Regions from separate parts of the Arachis hypogaea genome. Here region 1 is linked to region 2. A link is a contact called in public Hi-C data. All regions are on one chromosome and are shown on one strand. Each heading gives the region's core, a stretch centred on a gene start, on an enhancer-like site or on the middle of the called end of the contact. The rest is flanking DNA. Distances are from core to core; before and after follow the strand shown. Region 1 holds the start of LOC112784876 (glyoxylase I 4). Region 2 holds the start of LOC112783773 (NADH-cytochrome b5 reductase-like protein).

Region 1 (2,700 bases), core at 186-2,685, 140 kb before region 2:
TAAAAGTTAAAACTCGTTTTTCTAGCTGTTGATTTTATTTGGTCAACCGCTTTTAATTTTTTATTTTATTCGGCCAATCAAAATTTTAAAGGAAACTTTTAAGTTTTCCTGTCAAATTTTTTTCACTGTAGTTTTTTATTTAGCCTTAGTGCATGCTTGATCTTAATAAATTTTCATCTAGTATAAAAAACCACTTCTAGTCCTTTGAGATTTGGTGTAATTTCTTTGTCAGAATCAAATTTTTTAAAGATCTGAAACTTATAATATATCGTCTAAGAGTGTATCTATTTTTTACCTTGAACTAAGAATATATATTAATATTACAAATTAAAATTTTTTATTAAAAATATAAAATATTTAAAATTTTAATATATTTATTTTACATTAATTAAAAAAATTTAAAACATTCCACTAATAATAATTTTATTATGTGTTCTTAGGATATGTATATTAGCTATGAAATACAATAATTCCTTGAATTGTCATGTTTGCGGGTCAATCACATTTTAAAACAGAGACTCATTGATACTCATTCGACACGTAGGTCTGTTGTGTCCAAATGCGTCTTAATAAAAGATAAAATTTTTTTCTCCAAACATACTTAGACAGACCTAACTACTATCACGTATGAGCGTGTCCAGCCTTACTTTTAATATATATTCTTGAAATGAGTTTAAGAATAGTATTTATTGAAGAGAAATGCTAGATAGTCATCAAAATTTGTTATTTTTAATCATCACTTAAGCATCAATTTATTTTTTTTAATATAATTTCTTTAGTTAGTAATCCAACAACATACTTTATCCCATACTTTTAAATATCGATGATTAATAATAACTAAAAACAATAAATTTTATAGCCTTTTAGCATTCCTCTTTATTAAAACATAAAAGTATTTTGAATATTTTATACAATTAAAAAATATTAAAATAATTAAAAAAATAATTTATATTTTAATATCAATAAAATATTAAAATATTATTATAATTTTATATATATGACACGTGTTTGTATTTCGTAAAACTTTAAAATTTATGTGCCTATATATTACATATTGCATCGTATTTTGTATCTATATTAGCATCTATATATCATAGCATGTAATTTAAATTAAAATTAAACAAATCTAACTCAATTCTAAAAACTAATTTTATATTCATAAATCATTTAAAAATTATATTAATAAGAGACCTAGAACTTGTAATAATGACGGTGATCATATACATATATGATGGAGCAAATTAACAAGTCAAAGATATTAACGTGTCGGATGGTAGATAAGCGTTGTCCATGGTGGTCTGATTCACCAACGTCAAATCTACGTGTCACTCCAAATCCAACATTGTAAATTGTAATAAGAAGAAGATGAGAAGCTTCTATAAGACATGCCTAGGAAAAATGTTACTTTGATTTATTGCTATAAATAGAAGGCATGCATAGCCGCCAATGGCACTAAGCTACATCATCATCACCTTTCAATTTCATTAACCTTTGAGATTACAATGGCCAATAACAATAATCCTCTGCAACTCAAGTCATTGAATCACATCTCCTTGCTGTGTGGATCAGTGGACAAATCTATTGATTTCTACGTCAATATTCTTGGCTTCTGCCCCATTAAGAGGCCTACTTCCTTTGACTTCAACGGTGCATGGCATGTCTAATTAACAATGCAACTCTCTAATGCAAAGAGCCTCATGATTATGATTTTTGATGATGATGTTTATGTATGTATGTGTAGGTTATTCAATTATGGCATTGGCATACACCTTCTCCAATCAGAAGATCCAGAGGGCATGCCTAAGATTCTTCAGATTAATCCCAAGGACAACCACATTTCTTTCCAAGTATATACATATATATATAATTTCTATCTTGATATAAACATATATATACAATATACTTATGCATTGTATTATTGTAGTGTGAAAGCATAGCAGCAGTGGAGAGAAGATTGAAGCAAATGAAGATGAAGTACGTGAAGAACATAGTAGAGGAAAATGGGATCTATGTTGATCAGCTATTCTTCCATGACCCAGATGGATGGATGATTGAGATCTGCAACTGTGACAAACTCCCTGTGGTGCCATTGTGCTCTTCTCGCTCTCCTTTCAATTGCAATATCCCAAACCACCATCTTCAGCAACAAATTCTCACAATGGACCAACAGTGACAAACTTATATTAATGTACATACAAAAGTGATCATTTGTAAATTATGAATGTCAAAGTAAAACTTCTCTCTCTTTCTTTTCTCATAATAATTCAACTAGGAAATTGGGGTTAAACAAAACAAATTTAGAAAAGATCAGTGTTCGCTATAACAAGCTAAGGAGATATACATATAATTCTTATCCTGATTTACATCTGTCAGATTGTCTCATCAGGTAACAGATAAGGTATTCATTTATGAATTCTATTAAAAAAATAATTTATTCGTATTAGAAGACAAAGCTTTGAGTTTTCATTTGGAAACAGAAATCAAAGCATGGCAATAATATATAAGATAAGATCAATGAATATAGTAATCCTATGGTTATCACTTATCAACAACACTAGTGCGGTGGGTTTAATTTGTCCCCTTAATTAACACAAAACAGTAGTTTTCTTTTGTCATCTGAAAGGAATTAGTGGATTAGGTTCTTGAACAATAATGAAAAATTGAAAACCAAAAATGAAAACTGTATACCTCAGCATCAGC
Region 2 (2,700 bases), core at 12-2,511:
TGAACATGTCCGGAATGCTACATCATCAGGAGCCACAATATAGAAAGATCTGTGGATGAAATGCACTTATTGTCTCAGCAGGAAACTTACGGACGTATCACATATTTCGGTTTCCCTTCAGCATCCTGTCCCAATGGAGCTCTGTGGTAATAAATATACATTCAATACACATTGTATATGGCCAAAACCTAATTTTATTTATATCAATAGCAATAATAAATTATCAACAATCTATGGAACCTTGTAAGAATGCAGGAAGCAATATCCAAACCCAACTTTTTAGAGGAATCAAACGAAAACCTGTCAAACACAGGAAAGAGACATAATCATATTAATACAAACATTTTGGTGAGAAGTTATATAGATATATTATCACATCTGTTGAAGTGTTAGCGCATATACCTGAATAGCTGGGTATTGTGACTGACTCTGGCAGTATCTTGCAACTTAAATTCAACCCATTTATCTGGATTAAGTGCTGAAAAGACAAAAAAAATAATATATCCCCGAATCTTATTTCTCATGCATTGGATGGGAAGCAAAAGTCACAGTACACTCCTAAAACGATAATTCAGATCAAATGGTAAAGAAATAATATCTTCGAAAACAATTGATCTGCACAGTTACAGATTAAAACTTTCTCTGAAGCTGGGAAGTGAAGGAGAGAGGGAAATATAAACTCACCAATATTTTTTATTTCCCCTTCTTCAGCCTGCTCTGAATGAACCTGCAAATATAAACACAACTTTATTACCAACATTTTCATCACTAAGGATGAGCATAAAGCAAACGATCATAACTCATATCAAAGAAGAAACAATAATAATTTTTATTTAAATGACAGTGTAAATCAATAGATCGAATAATCAAATGAACGCGAAGCTAAAAACGGGGTTCCCAAATGATTGGATTGGATCAGAGAATAGTCAAAGGGAAGATGATAAAAGCAAAATGAGAATTAAGAACGAGAGGCAGCGTACAAGGTTAGGAGAGGAGAGAAAGTAGAAGCAGGAGAGTCCGCCGGAGACGCCGGCGGCGACAGCAGCATATGGTAGGCGGAATTTGGCGGAAGAGTAAGAGGAGGAGGAGGAGGAGGACTTGGATTGGGCATTGAAAGCATTGGCGAATGCGATAGGCGTGGCCCTGAGGAACCTCTTGAGTAAAACTTCCATTTTCAGAGATTGGAGAATGGAGATCGAAGGAATGAAGGAAGGAACAAGATTCTTGGAGGAGTGAGAAGGGTTTAACACTGTCACTCACTCACTTTAGCTTCTCTTACAGCAACCTGCTTCAGATTCCAGAACGTGGGCCTCGATTCTCTTTTTTTGTCTCGTGGGCTTCAACCTTGCCAAAACAAAAATCAAACACGGGCTTTGATTGGAAATTGTTTTTTTTTTTTTTCAGTATAAAAGGTAAAAAATTAACCATGTTGGTCAGTTCACTCATCTGCTTAAATAAGTGTCGGGATTCGAATTCCATCTTATGCATATAGCAACCCATTGGCCAGCGACAAACCTTTAAATGGAATTCTAATTCGCGACGAATTAGTCTTTGGCCTATCAAACTGAAAATGTATGAATTTTGTCTTGTCTTTATATGCAGTAATCTATTGACCAACCACTTTAGATTAAATAAAGTAAAATTTAAACTCCTAATCTCTTGATTAAAAGACCAAATAATGAAGTACAAAACCACAATCATGTAGTTTCTTGGTTATCTTCTACTTATGTAAGAAAAATTATTTTATTTGACTTTTATAAAAACAAAAAAAAAAAAACAAAAACTATGTGTTGGTTTTTACTTAGTGACAATTATAGTTGAACATTTGATATTGCATAATAGACATGGCTCTCCCAACACTTCACTGATTTTTTCATATTCAATATTTAGACTGAGACTATTACTTAAGAAGGAAGAGAATCTGTAATTATAATCGATTATGTATTTGTTAATTATATTTGACTCGACTATTTTTTTTTTTTTATAGTTGTTAGTATATTATTCGTTAAAATCTAACATAAAATTTAGATGTATTTAGACTTATATTAATATATGAAGTGATTTGTATGATCATGAGGAGAGTATAATATTTTACATAAAAAAAGGTATGTGTAAATTTGAAAGAAAATTGTTCAACATCTCAACCTGTACTACATTAAAAAATTCGATATTGATATATTGATGATATTTGGTATCTTCCATATGATTCCTAACAACTCCTTGTCAATTCAGGCATGATTTTAACTTATTTTTAAGTTGATTTTTTTGGTAGGTTAATGACCCACTTGGACATCATTTTCATCGGATGAAAAAACTTTTCAAAATGATAATAAATATACAAGCTGATATTCATCTCAAATTCTCAATTCTTGCTGATAAGTCTCAGGTGAAACCTCTTCTTCAATCTTATAAAATCAAAAAAATAAATGAGAAATGCTCGTTGGACTTATGTAGATAAGTTTCAAAAACCTAACCCTTTTTTGTTGACTTAGAAAGCTAACTACTTAGTTTTCCTTTTTGAAAATTTGAAAGTTTACTAAGAAAATTATTCAATATTTTTTTTTAAAAAACTGGAAAATAATTTTTAAAATATTTTTTTAAAAGTTAAACCAATACTATCTTAAATGAGCTTAAAAGTCTTTTCTCTTAAATGATTTTATTTGAGATTATATATTTATTGGACTGCTTGAACCATTTTAA

The links. Hi-C and Micro-C count contacts between places; a contact is called where the count stands out from the background.
Region 1: a Hi-C map of leaf shows a contact between it and region 2, with 4 times the contacts expected there. The contact joins the promoter of LOC112784876 here to the promoter of LOC112783773 in region 2. A contact is called at or near these places in 2 of 8 Hi-C or Micro-C datasets (both in leaf).

Annotation. Positions count from the first base shown.
Region 1 is chr20:9,198,036-9,200,735 of arahy.Tifrunner.gnm2.J5K5, reverse strand. It overlaps LOC112784876 (glyoxylase I 4), which reads left to right and starts at 1,435. Exons shown (of 3, transcript XM_025828211.3): 1 at 1,435-1,654; 2 at 1,742-1,847; 3 at 1,925-2,359. The coding sequence starts at 1,503. The coding sequence ends at 2,173.
Region 2 is chr20:9,062,048-9,064,747 of arahy.Tifrunner.gnm2.J5K5, reverse strand. It overlaps LOC112783773 (NADH-cytochrome b5 reductase-like protein), which reads right to left and starts at 1,261. Exons shown (of 13, transcript XM_025826840.2): 1 at 981-1,261; 2 at 685-727; 3 at 403-478; 4 at 241-300; 5 at 91-141. The coding sequence starts at 1,172.